Regions from separate parts of the Triticum aestivum genome. Here region 2 is linked to region 1. The links are chromatin contacts, called in public Hi-C maps. All regions are on one chromosome and are shown on one strand. The core of a region is the stretch at or near the end of the contact, and the rest is flanking DNA. Distances in the headings are between cores, read along the strand shown.

Evidence for each region. A called contact is a pair of places that touch in the nucleus more often than the background predicts.
Region 2: a contact with region 1 is called in a Hi-C map of leaf, with 3 times the contacts expected there. The contact joins the enhancer-like site here to the promoter of LOC123122985 in region 1. A contact is called at or near these places in 2 of 5 Hi-C or Micro-C datasets (leaf and an unstated tissue).

The regions. Positions count from the first base shown.
Region 1 is chr5D:482,275,635-482,282,831 of IWGSC CS RefSeq v2.1, reverse strand. It overlaps LOC123122985 (kinesin-like protein KIN-8B), which reads right to left and starts at 2,786. Exons shown (of 16, transcript XM_044543375.1): 1 at 2,107-2,786; 2 at 1,912-1,989; 3 at 1,658-1,774. The coding sequence starts at 2,154.
Region 2 is chr5D:482,410,041-482,417,237 of IWGSC CS RefSeq v2.1, reverse strand. It overlaps LOC123122986 (leucine-rich repeat receptor-like serine/threonine-protein kinase BAM1), which reads right to left. Exons shown (of 2, transcript XM_044543377.1): 1 at 6,613-7,197; 2 at 5,074-5,958. The coding sequence ends at 5,468. Among protein-coding and RNA genes, the nearest start is that of LOC123122986, 5.9 kb to the right of the region's middle. Within about 2 kb of position 4,282, at least 3 of the 8 cell types and tissues checked have an H3K27ac peak or open chromatin away from gene starts, as enhancers often do. A contact at or near this core is called in leaf, where this site is marked.

The DNA.
Region 1 (7,197 bases), core at 1,537-4,036:
GCCACCGCCCCTGTCCCCGAGCTCCCGCAGCCGATCCCAAGCACCACGTCGCCGTCCCCAAACTTCCACACCGCCGGATCCTGCCATCATTTTTGCCGTCCCCGCCGAGTTCCTCCCCGCCTCCCCAGCATCCCCGCCGTCAGATCGTCATGTTTCGTGTGCTTCTCAAAATTTTGGTCTGCTTGAAAAGCACAAGATTTTCTGGTGACCAAAAACCTTCTCTCTCCACCCCTAAACTGAGTTTTGGTCACCAAATTTTGGTCTGCTGTTGGAAATGCTCTTAGTCCAACCTATTACATACTGTTACAGTAGGGATAAAAAATCCCACATTAACGGCAAATAAATAAATCTATAGAGTATTTGCAGGTCATCAAAACAGTGGAACTTCGTCAGCTATGTTTAGAGTTGTTGAGCTGTTATAGTTGTACAGAAAATACAGCTATATGTTTGAACAAATAAGACTATTTGTTAATAAAAGCACATTTGTTTTAGTATCTAGCCGGGCAGGAGATTTGACTACGTATATACACGTTTCCAGCATCTATGTATACCTGTGTAACATGGCCTGATCATAGAACTTTGATTGCTTAAACATTTTATGTAACGTTTTTTTACAAGAATGATTCTGACAAGGTCCAGCAATACAGCATTAACTTTTTCAACATGATGTATGATGTTACACGACTTGTTAAAACAAATCAAAAATAGTATTCACATGAAATCAAGTTCTAATAGTGATTTAAACATTGCTGACAGATCTGTTTGGCTTTATGAGTTATTAATACATACACATGTTTGTCATGATAAGCTGCTAGGGGTTTATAGCCTGGACTCAGACCAGCTCATAAGTAGGACTAGTTATGTATCCAATAACTTCCAGCAACTAGGTGCTCGCATGATCTCCCAGTTGCAGGACACAACAAATTGTCACACAAAAATCTCAAAATAAACGCAGTGACTACAACTAACCTACAGATTTTTCAAACATTAACACAGCAGAAACAAGTTTTTTTTTCTCAAAAAGGGGTGACGACGGAGCAGAAACAAGTGGTACTGGGTTAGAACTTAATAACACGGTTGTAGAGCGGACTAGTGCAACCGTATCAGGGAGAGCCACTGTAGACGAACTACGAAGGCCGTGGATAACAAACGGTCGCCCAGCTAGTTGCACTTAATTACAGTTTACACTTTACAGGGTAAGTGATGAAGATAAAGTTCAACAAATGTCCAGGGCTCTGATAAAAAAACAAAAATGAGTTTTGGAAATTATTTCTCTAAACTAGAGTCCTTTTCCCTGAAACCAGATGTATACGCGTTAGGTAGCATACCTAACAGTAACAAATACAGCCAAGGATTTGTTTGCTCCAGACTGAATTGGCGTTTTGCACATGCCAATAGTATTGTTACAACCTGCAGCTATCCAAAGCATGAGCAACTCCTAGTTTTGGCAATTAATAAACCAAAGGGGTTGGTTGTGGTTTCGCTTTCTGGAGTATCATTTCCTAAAATGCAAGGCATGACCAATCTAGGAACTCCCAAGCTTCAGTGCAGATTTAAGACACTTACTGTAATCAGCATATGAGCCCATTGTCGAAAGCAAGCCAAGCAATTCAAGGTTAGAGCAGCACAAGCTAATGAGCTACATAAGCTTGCGTACCGTGTTGGAGCATCCAGGCGCGTACACGTGATCGAAGCTGTATCTTTTCTCCTTGGTCCGGTTCTGGATGAGGTCCAGGTAGCCCTTGGAGATATCAGGGTCCAACACAGCCACATTCTGGAGAAACATACAAGCACAACACCATTACCCAATAGCAATATTACCATTACCATCAATGGCAAAATTGAACCACCCATGACAAAAGCTACTAGTTCATGGCCCAGCCAAATCAAGCCAGGTCTCTGAATGTTTACCTTGTCATCAATGACTTGTATGATGTGCCGCGAGCGCCGGCGCTCGTTGTCGGTCAGTGGCCTGCACTTGACGGCCACCTGCAAATAGACACAGCAGGATCACACACGCGCGCGCGCGAAGCAACAGAGTGATTAAGCAATGGAACAGAAGTGCAGTTAAATCGCAGTGGATTAGTGGGGAGGATGTGCTACTACCTGCAGCGTGGCCGTCTGCCTGGAAGCCGGAGCCCGGATGGTGGGCATTGCGCGGAACCTTCCTTTTGGGGCTTGGCCCCCAGCCGACCTCCCTCCGTTCCTTCGCCCAGAAGATGCGGTGCTAATCTAGCACAAGCCAACGCGGCCGCGCCCACGCCCACGACCCTTCGGAATCACGCCACACGGGGACGGGGGCGGCAAAAAGGCAAGGCGCATCCCCACCGCACCAGCACCACCACCAGCTGCCGCGGCGGCGGCGAAAAGGGGCCCCGCGAAAAGGAGCCCGCTACCGCTGCTGCAGTGGCCTCCTGCTCACCGGTCCACAACCAAACCAACCCTGCCGCCGCCGGCCAACACGGCCGAATGCCGGAGGAGTCGAGGGGAAATGCCGCCGGAGGCCGGCTCCCTCCGCCAAAATGCGACCCCGCGGAGCCGTGCCCAACGCTCCCGAAATCGCCGCGCCCGGAGAAGGAAGGAACAGCGGTTACTCCATCCACAGGAAAAAATGGCAGCCCGAGCGCGTGTGCGTGTGCGTGTGTATGGTTTGGTGGGTGGCACGACGAGGCCGCAGGCAGGCGTACGAAGCGGATTCAGGGGAGGGGGTTAGATGAAGCGGGGCGTGGGAGGAGGAGGAGGCGGAGGCGGAGGTGGAGGTGGTGGTTTAATGGGGGGAGAATAATTAATCGGCGGCAGCTGGAGAAGGCGACACGGAACGGAAGGGGAGAGGAGAGGGGGGTGGGGGTGGGCCTCGCCCTCGCCTAGCTGGGCCCCACCCAACGGTCCGATGCCTCTTGCGCCTGCGCCTCCGTCCGGGCCGGGCCGGTACACGACGCCGTACCTGCGGTACAGTCCTGCACACCGCCGCACAGCTCAGCGCGCCCCTCCCTATCCTTTCCCTGCCCGCCTGCCAGGTCTCTCGCTTCGTCGGGGCGCTCTCGTCTCGTGCAAACCTAATCCTGGAGGCCACTGTGTGCGTGCGTGCGTACGCGATGCAACAAAACGGGATGAACAAAGGGTCGATGTGCACGAATGGCGAAAGGCATTCTGGTCCAGCTCGACGCACGATGCGGAACAGTGCGATGCTAGCTAGAGTGGGGGAGCTCACCTATGGTGCACGGCCGGTGGGTGATGGTGCGCCTTTTAGTTTGGGTGTCGGGGCGGCGGCCATGGGTGGCGAGGCGAGGCTGCGCGGTTGGCTCTGCGGCGAGCGTCGTTACGGCCGTGGTCGATCTCGTCTTAGCTATGTGGGTGGCAAGGGGAAAGGCGACGAGACCAGTGATTCTGGTGCGTCGTGGGGCGGTGGCGGCTCCCTGATCGCGATTTTGGAGGCAGTCCTCCCTTCTGACTGGTTTGAAGATCATGGTACCTCGTGTAGCACGGGCAACGATCCGAGCGAAAGCTCTGCGCTGTCGCACCGGTAACGGTGATGCATGTGGGTGTCGTTTTTCCTTGTGGGCACCATTGTAGGTTTCCTCTTTGTGTTAAGGCTCCAGATGAAAACCCTAGTATGTCATATTGAGCTCGATGCCAATGGCGCATTGTGTCGCCACCCTCTTGAGGGCCTCGTCGAGGAGCTCAGGCGCCATCTGGTTGCAGCGCGTCGATGCCTTCTAACGTGCTCTAATCTAACAAGAAGCCTCTTAACTCTGACGTGAGGCGCCTTCGTTGGTCTCATATCTTCTACACCATGTCGGTGCCAGGCTGAGGACCCTAGGTCGGTTCCTATACGAAGACTCCGAAAGACTTAATATACAAGCCAAAGAAAATGAAGCCGCGGAGGACTCTATCTCCACCGACGTAGCTGATTAGGATTTATAGCCCTAACACCCCCTTATGCTATATAAGCTAGAGGTTGGGCTCGTCGATAGACACATTACAATCCTTGGTATTCACCTGTACTTTACAATCGCGATGTACACAAGTAGGATTACAGGATTATCTCCATCATGAGAGCCCAACCTGGGCAAAACCTTGCCTCTTGTTACCATCCAACCCAATCGCCTAGACGGGATACCTACTGAGGAATCTGTCGGATTTAGCTCTGACACATGTCATCATTGCGAGCGCTCTCGGTTTTTTCTGTCCACTTGTAGGGCCGGCGCTCCGCGGCCAGAAACAAGAGGTTAGGCATCCCTCTTCGACAATAACTTGATGTGTGTGGTATAGCGGTGTCCGATAGTTTCCTCAGGAGGCATGACGTCGTTCATGTTCGGTAGCCTTAGTTGCCTTGTGGCTGCTCCTGTTATCTCGCTCGGTGTTGAGTTGGTGGAATTCTCGCTACTCTCTTGGGTGTCGTTTTATTTTGATTTGCTAGTATGTAAGAGGATTTTCCTCACCATCTTGTATCGGCTTGGCCATTCAATTTGTTTATGTAAAGTGAGGCTAAAGCCTGTTTCAAGGTACATGAGTGTGACATCCTACCACCGACTCTAAGTGCTAGCGGCTAAGCTTCTCTCCTCTCCTAGCCAATGACCGGTAATAGGAAAGGACCGATGATTCTTGCGCGGTGCATACTTTTATGTCATATGTAGTTATGATGTATTCAACATCGATTTAATATTAATATATCACTCTTCATATATGAAACAGTCTTTGCATGTTGTGCTATACGTTGCCCTCTTCCCACACACACAGCTCTGATGAGATCAAAATTTCCAGCCCCCCTTATTGGTGTTGCCGCCTGTCAGCCCTGCCTTCGATGGGAGTTGGAGGTGAGCCGGCCCCTAGCCTCCGGCAACGCGAGGGATCTCGTCCTTTCTTTAGTAGTTGTAGTGTCATGGCCGAGACGACAAGGTGGCGACGATGGCGTCCGAAGGTTAGAGTCAGGTCCCTATTCCTTGTTCTATCCCCACTCCAACAATGTGTCTTAACACTGATAGAGGTGTGTGTGGAGATGTGCCTCCTATAGATCTTCTTGGACCCGATCGACATTTCTCTCCACTGGATCTGTCTAGAATTGCTCGGTCGTCATTGGTGTGTTGGAGGTATGGCTTTTTTGATCTATGCTTTTCATCACCGGTGACGGTTGTTGTTCTAATGTGATTGCCCCTTAGGGGCTACCACAACAAGTTTATCTGGCTCCAGTGAGAGAGGGGCGATAACGACGACGCGCCTTCAACTCGCCCCAATGCTTAGTCATTGCTAGGTGATCCATGAATATAGTTGTAATTTCTGTTATGTCTTGGGGACTTTGTACTGTGTTACATATTATTGATAGACCAGATGACTCTTTTAAAGAGAAGTCTTTCCAATTGTATGCAAGCAACGATGGTACCTGAAATAAAGGTCTTTGATTTCTAGCGGGAGCCTATTCGGTGTCGCTAAGGAGCTTTTGTGTAGGTCAAACTCCTACAAGTGCTTGAGTTCATCCAACTACATCGAATGTGAGCGTTAAATTTTCTTGCAGTGTTTAGTCGTTTCTTGGTCAATGTGGTACTATCATATCTCTGGTTTTGCAACACGCTATAGGTGTGAGCCATGGCAATCATCAAATTTACGGTGTTACCCTTGCATTTTGCATAGTTGAGTTCAACAAACTTCATCATTCTTGTTCATGAAAGGAGTCGCACTATGTTATGACTAATTCAGAGAGTTTATGTGCATCGTTAGTTTTTTTGTTGATCTTACTAGATTTTCCTCGATAGTGATGGGTTAATTCAAATTTCAAAATAATGTATACAAGTTTTTTCTCTCAAAACACAGGAATATCTTATCAGCGAAAATGATCCGATGAAACACTGATGGTAATAACTCTCCAATACAACTGTAGAAGCAACAATTAGAAGACCGTATACTCAATTAAGCAGTAGCGTGCATCCCTCCTTGAACGGTGTATAAAAGCAGCAGTAACGTACAACTAATTGAGCAAATTAAGCAAATTAAGTTGACAATCCGTGCATGCACAACCGCGTGCCTATTTAATCAGATCGAAGCATCAAATCCGTCAGCCTTGATATCGCCATGCTAATCGTCTATAGTAGCACTATTATTTTTTTGGAACTGACCATGCTAATCTTTTATATATTATATAATGAAAGAAAAACAGCGTTCCGTCTCTGCATTATAAAATTGTTTCCATGTCGGTTGCCACGTCGACCTCTTTTCTTAAACCACCAGCAGCTACAGTCTCGGTGTACGACCGGAGCAAAACGGTACAGTTTTATTTCCCCGTTGATTTCCTGGATCAGAGGCGCTAAATTAGTCAAGAGAAACATTAGTGGACCTGTCGCCATTCAGACACCGAGTGAAACAATGATTACCAAAGAAAAAGAAAAACAAGGGGAAATAAACATTTTCTCTAACGTTAATTTGCTTGTACCTTGCGCTTTTATGCACGGGCTGACTCTTTCTTTCCCTCTAGACCGGTCTAGGTGCGTGGAACAAACTATAATAATTGAGACTTTGATCCGGATCAGAAATACTGTTCGTTTTAATTTTTCTGTTGATTTTATTTTCCTTGCGCTGCTGATTTCAAATGAAATGTGTGTGTCACACCCAAGGCGAGCAGGTGGGAATTTTCCGGTGAAGCTGATGCATACTGGAGCAGAACTGTAGACTTTTGATTGATTGCGGTTCAGTGAGGTGATGCTCCAGCCTCCAGTGATCGCGCCCTCTGAGATTCAAACTCGAAGCAGTTTGAAATGGTCTGTGGAAATGGAGTAGAGTACACTACTAAATTCACAACTACTCAGCGTTACGTTTGTGTCGACTACTCCTCAGATCTTGGACGCATCAAACAAATTGCCTGACACGGGATTCAAAAGTCAAGTGCACGTGGAGCCAACAACGCCATCGATCGATGAACTGCAGCATATATAATACCACCCCGTTTTGGTTTGAAATCAACTCGCGGACTTACTTGAACGCCGATCGATCTGTGGATAGTTAATGGTTCCAACAACAAACAGCGTACGTGCGTGTCCATTCATGCCCCGGTCGCAGAACATGCAGGATTGTAGACATGGAGCGAGGCACAGCCCACCCTGAAAACGAAATTCAAAAGGTCAAATGAGCAGTGAGCCAACAAAGACGAGATGGCCACCCTCCACGCATGCTGTAGATCGACCATGGCGTGTCAGGATCTTAAGAGCG
Region 2 (7,197 bases), core at 3,033-5,532, 130 kb before region 1:
CTGCCCAGTTCGACTACGGAGTTGACGACCCCTCCTACTTGCCAGAGCAACCAGGCAAGCCCTCCCCCCCCTTGATCACCAGATATCGCCTATTCTTCTCTATACTGCTTGCATTAGAGTAGTGTAGCATGTTACTGCTTTCCGTTATCCTATCCTGATGCATAGCCCGTCCTTGGTTCTACTGTTGTTACATTTACCTGCAATCCTACATGGTTAGTATAGGATGCTAGTTTTCCATCAGTGGCCCTACATTCTTGTCCGTCTGCTGTGCTATACTATCAGGCCGTGATCACTTGGGCGGTGATCACGGGTATATACTTATATACTCTATACATGATACCTGTGGTGACTAAAGTCGAGTCGGCTCGTAGGAGTACCCGCAACTGGATCTTTGTGGCGGAGCGACAGGGCAGGTTGAGACCGCCTAGGTGAGAGGTGGGCCTGGCCCTGGACGGCGTCCGCGGTTACTTCAAAATAACACGCTTAACGTGTTCTTGGTATTTGATCTGAGTCTGGCCATTTGGTCTATACGCACTAACCAGCTACGCGGGAACAGTTATGGGCACTCGACGTCGTGGTATCAGCCGAAGCTCTTCTTGACGTCAGCGACGGAGCGGCGCGCGCCGGATTGGACTGGAACGCCACTAGGCTAGGTCTGCTTCCGGCCGCCCTCGCAACGTGCAGGTGTGCAATGGGCGATGGGCCCAGACCCCTGCGCCCATAGGATTTGGACCGGCGTGTTGACCTCTCTGTTGAGCCTAGGTGGGGCTGCGACGTGTTGATCTTCCGAGGCCGGGCATGACCCAAAAAAGTGTGTCCGGCCAAATGGGATCGAGCGTGTTGGGTTATGTGGTGCACCCCTGCAGGGAAGTTTATCTATTCGAATAGCCGTGTCCCTCGGTAAAAGGACGACCCGGAGTTGTACCTTGACCTTATGACAACTAGAACCGGATACTTAATAAAATACACCCTTCCAAGTGCCAGATACAACCCGGTGATCGCTCTCTAACAGGGCGACGAGGAGGGGATCGCCGGGTAGGATTATGCTATGCGATGCTACTTGGAGGACTTCAATCTACTCTCTTCTACATGCTGCAAGATGGAGATGGCCAGAAGCGTAGTCTTCGACAGGACTAGCTATCCCCCTCTTATTCTGGCATTCTGCAGTTCAATCCACTGATATGCCCCTTTACACATATACCCATGCATATGTAGTGTAGCTCCTTGCTTGCGAGTACTTTGGATGAGTACTCACGGTTGCTTCTCTCCCTCTTTTCCCCCTTTCCTTTCTACCTGGTTGTCGCAACTAGATGTTGGAGTCCAGGAGCCAAACGCCACCGTCGACGACGACTCCTACGGCACTGGAGGAGCCTACTACTACGTGCAGCCCGCTGACGACGACCAGGAGTAGTTAGGAGGATCCCAGGCAGGAGGCCTGCACCTCGTTCGATCTGTATCCCAGTTTGTGCTAGCCTTCTTAAGGCAAACTTGTTTAACTTATGTCTGTACTCAGATATTGTTGCTTCCGCTGACTCGTCTATGATCGAGCACTTGTATTCGAGCCCTCGAGGCCCCTGGCTTGTATTATGATGCTTGTATGACTTATTTATGTTTTAGAGTTGTGTTGTGATATCTTTCCGTGAGTCCCTGATCTTGATCGGACACATTTGCGTGCATGATTAGTGTACGGTCAAATCGGGGGCGTCACAAGTTGGTATCAGAGCCGGCTGCCTGTAGGAATCCCCCTTTCCACACTCCTTGGCCGAAGTCGAGTCTAGACATTACAAAACTTTTACTAACATGGTTGTGTGTCTTACGGGCCCACGTCGCCATTGGGTGGTACTAGGATCTTTTACTCCTCGACCTTTACTCTGGGACTCTGAACTCTCTTCTACTCGGGTTAAACGAATTTGCTAACTCTAACACTAGGATCCCGTGACCGCATTCACCCCAAAGTTGGATAAGCCATAGTTGTTTCTTAGAATAGTATTTTGAACAATCCACACACTGTCATTTGACTCCGTTGAAACGTCTTTGCTTTCAGATGGAACCCACGAGGCAGGTCGTGCGTCACACGACCGCCATTGGTGCCTCGGGATCACCTGCTGTGCTAGCTGAGATGATGACCTATCTGGGTTATCGCTGGCACCCTGAGTACACCGTCTACGAGGAGTACCAGGACTTTAACCAGGAGCAGTACCGTGCCATCGTCCACCTCTACTCGCGGGAGTATGACTCCACTACTGTGCTGCACACCGCTCATGGTGTTGGAGTGACCATCGATATGGCTGTCCACGATGCTGCCTATGCTGCTCTGACACGTCTTCGTGGAGAGTATCGGGAGTTGGACACCTCCCCTTTCAGGCACATTGCTATCGCATCTGATGTTGGTGCGGAGGGATACTATACTGCTGCCTACTCCACTGTCACCCGAGAGCCCTTCTACCATCAGAACCTGGTTCTGCATGTTGATGGGCTGGATCGAGCTAACCGAGCTCTTCGCCATGATTTGTACACCACCCTTCAGCACCTTTACCGTGCTCTGACGCTGTTACACCCCTTTTCCGATCTAGGGAGCTGCCCCGTTCTGCGATCTACCCAGCCAGGACTGTGATGCCCCAGGGTGTTGGCTGGCCAGATGTGGGAGGCCACTCTCCCGCACTTGGACCTCTTCTGCCACCTGAGCGTCAGGTTCTGCACCAGAGTATTCGCGGACCCCAGGTTGCTAACGTGGAGTTCCCGATGCGACACTACCAGCTTTCAGGCTACACCTACCTCCACAGTACCTCTTGGGACTGATGTAGGCTTGCTTGTTAGTGTTAGATGCATTCGCCGCGAGCCTGTGTGCCGCCTATGTTGTTTTAGTCTATGTTGTCCGCACCGGCCCGCAAAGGCCGTTTTCCGCAAACTGCAAAGCGTTTTGCGGGCCCGCGGGATGCGGGTCTGCTAGAGTTGCTCTTAGGCGCGCACGACCCCAAACGGACGTCTGTTTAGCCTGGATTCTATCCGTTTGGGTAGGGCAATGGGATCGTGTCCGGGCCTTTCCTGGGATGCGGTGGCCGTGCGCCCAACGCGCGGACGCATCCGTTGGCCCCATCCTGTCCGCCACGGCAAAAAATGACCATATATATTCATATTTCAATGTTCAAAACTAGTTTGCACGTCCAAATATTAATTGTCTCAAATAAAAATAGTTTTACAACCCAATCTAAATTATCTCTAATAAAATAGTTTTACAACCAAATTGAAGTTGTCTTGAATGAACATAATGAACCAATACATCTATTGGTTGCCAATGTGATTCCACATGTGCTCAACCAAGTCATTTTGAAGATCCAAATGAGTGTGTCGATTACGCATTTTACGATGAAATTGGGCAAACTGTTCAAACATGGCCGGTTCTTGATGCAGGGGCTCAACATTTTCACCTTGAAAATCAAATCCTTGGTCGAAGATGCTGTTATCACGCTCATCCTCGACGATCATGTTGTACATGATCACACAAGCAGTCATCACCTCCCAAAGCTTTCCTTCATCCCATGTGAGTGCAGGGTTTTGAACGATACCCCATCGGGATTGAAGCACACCAAAAGCATGTTCCATATCCTTTCTAGCACTCTCTTGAGCACCTCGATGCAGCAGGGGTGGTTGGCAGCCGGCTACTGGCCGCTCTGGAGCACCCGACGGAAGCTGTCATGGTCCATAGCCGTCGCCAGCTGTCGTATTCCCTCTGACACCGGCTACGACGGCGACGGCCAAAACTCCTACGAAAGCGCGGGCGTGATGGCGGCCATGTCGAGACATGGTTTGGTATGGACGGCCGGGGGGTGAGCAGTGAGGAGGCGGCGCCGGCGGCGAGGTGGGGTGGGGGAGAGCAGATGGAGGCATTGGAGGCGAATGGAGTGCTAGTGTCCCCGAGGCGGGTCATGGGGAGGACAAGGGCGTGCGTCCATCCCGTTCGCGCGATGTCCGTTCACCCCAAACGCGGCGCAAATTTGAACCAGAAATGGATCAAAAACAGATGAAAACCGAACATTTACCTGTTTGTGGCTGCGCCACGCTATTCGTCCGTTCTATCCTGAACGAATTAGGACGGCCGGGATGGGGTCGCGTGCTGGAGTTGGCCTTAGTTTATGTGAGGCTGAGGCCACACCAATAATCGGATGAATGGGCAGGACTCGGGAGTCAGGAGTGGCCAACACAAACAGGCACAGCGTGCGATCCAGATTGGAGTGCCGTCCTCGCGTCGCGTCTGGTTGTGGATGTGACCATTCTCTTTGGACGCATGCATGCATCCAACGGGACGGGGCCGAACAAAACGGCAACAGTGACCCGGTACAAATGCACCATCCATCGCACTGTCCACCTAATCTCACGCTCCTTTTGCTGCCTCCTGGGTCCTGGCACAGTATCATCTTCCTTGAGGCGCGACGGAGGCCGAGGACGAGGGCACGGTACGTAGATAAACTCCATAGACGCCCCTAGATTGATTTCCCGTTGGGCGTGCACCGGAGCAAAAGCAGGGTAGATGAGATGAGATGAGATCAGGGGAGCGAGGAGACGAGGGAGAGGGGCCGCGGAAAGGCACGCCGTCCCGTTCCACGGCGGCGCCGGTGCGTGCCCCCATCAACCATCATCCGGCCTGACGACGTCGCAGCGGCCGTGCGCCGGTGCGGCATGATTAACCCCCCATCCCCACAGGGTCAGGGGGTCGCCGAGGCGCATCACCATCATCATCGATCGATCATCATTAGATGGGGCCTCAGGCAGCGAATCGCCTGACATTAGTTTAGAGTTTAGACTCTACTGGTGCACTCACTAGTGCTGATCTGATCTGATCAGATGCTGCTGCTTGGCGTTACGCCGAGGGCAAAGCATCGTTTGACATTCGTGAACCGGCTTGGCCTCGGATCAACAAGAATTCTTTGATTGTCAAACAAAGTCAAAAAGGGAGCAGCATCAATCGAACGCTTTGGCAGCACAAAAGCGCTTTGCAATTATCATTTTCTCCACAAGGCAGAGAGCGCTTTTCTTAGCAGCATCGGTGGTGAAGCGGTACTCCTACTGCAAACATTTGCAGATCAACAGAAGCCACTTTAAATAGTGAGGACCATGGTTCCACAACAAAGATTTTTCAGATTCTCATGCTGGACAGCAGAGGAGCTTGACATTTAGATAGATGGCTACTGATGCTACTACTACTACATTGCACAAGGAAAGATCATGAAAAGCTCCACTACCACATAATCCCTACGGCTACAAGCAGCAAAGCAAAGTACCAAACACACACACACACACACACACACACACCAAACTGGAAGCTCTTGGACGCCCCACCACCAAAGCAGCTTGGATATGTACAGCACAACAGCAACAAAGTCTCCCACTCAACAAACCCTAGATTCAGGCCTATGCTTGCTTGCACGATCGAAGCCCACATGCTTTCGCGACTGGTGGACTTGGATGATCAGATGCTGATGAGATCAGGAGGAGGCGACGACTCCGAGCTCGTGTGCTGCTGCTGCGGCTGCTGATCTTTCGGCTTGCCGGTCGGAGCTTCGGTGGAACTGGTTGGGGCAGGAGGGTTGGACTCAGGACCTTCGCCGGAGAGGGGAAGCTCTTCTTCATCACCTTGATTGGCAGCTGGCTTTGGGAGCTCACTGAGGATCTGCACGACCTCCCGCATCGTCGGGCGCTGCACGCTGTGCTCCTCCGTGCACAGCAATGCGACGTAGAAGACGTGCATCACCTCGTGCACCGGCACGGTCGACAGCCTCGGGTCCAGGATCTTCATCACTTGCTCCTTGTTTGGCCCTGTCATCATCTTGACCCACTGGACAATGTCGACGCCGTCCCCGAACTCCCCTACAGGTTTCCGCCCGGTCACGAGCTCAAGAAGCACCACTCCGAAGCTGTAGACATCGCTCTTCTCGTCGACCTTGAGGGTGTATGCATATTCTGGAAAGCCACAGATAACAGAGCAATGTGAGACTGGTTAGTTAGAAAGTAATAGGTTTATGTTCCTTGGCAGCTAGAGAAACATCAGGTTAGAGTAGAAGACATAGAATTGAAGTAACTGAACCTAAATATACACAGGGAGTGCGTGTTTTCATGAATCAATAGCCTCTTATGGACTAAACTGTAGTGAGGAGGTTCTAACAAAGACAGTAGGTTTACAGATGTCGTTCAGGACTAATAAAAGAATGCCTCAATGTTTCAATTTAGTAACTACATCTTGATACAATCTGAATGATTGGGCTTTAGAAGGAAACTCTTATAAGTTATCAACACTACTATTGGTCTGTAATAAATTCGTAACAGCAAACAGTTGTATGTAATAAGCAAACAGCAAACAGATGACATTCAGAACTAACAAAAGAATGACTCAATGTCTCAATTTAATAACTACATCGTGATACAATCTACGTACATGATTGGGCTTCATAAGGAAACTCTTGTAACTTATCAACAATACTATAATTCTGCAGTGAAGTCATAACAGTGAACGGTTGCTATGTAATAAAGATTAAACTATTTATGAAAATCGGTATTATATGTGCATCTTGAGAATAGTCAGACCAAAATTAATTGAAGGAATACATGTTTCAATACCTGGAGCAATGTAGCCATATGAACCAGCAATGGCGGACATGCATTCTGATGCGCCGGTGTCCTGCAAGAATTTCGCCAGCCCAAAGTCGGCCACATGAGCTTCAAAGTCAGAGTCAAGAAGTATATTGTTCGACTTGACATCACGGTGAAGTATCAGCGGTGAACAATCATGGTGCAGGTAGCACAGCCCCTTGGCAGCTTCAATTGCAATCTTGTACCGAGTATCCCAGTGCAGGTGTTCGCCCTTCTTGCCATGGAGAAGCTCCCCGAGACTACCATTGGGCATATACTCATACACCAGCAGGTTGGTCTCATTGTTTGAGCAGAAGCCTAGCAGGCGCACAATATGGCGATGCCGAATCCTCCCAAGTGTTTGTATCTCCGCTGAGAATCCATGATCATGTGATGAGCCACGGACCATTGCAGAGAGCCTCTTCACGGCCACATGATCACCATTGGGCATTGATCCCTTGTACACAGTTCCAGCCCCGCCTTTGCCAATAATGTTCTCCTCTTTCAGGGAGTCCAGCACATCATCACAGGTGAAATCAAGGCGCTGGAATGCAGTGAGTTTCCACATCCGTG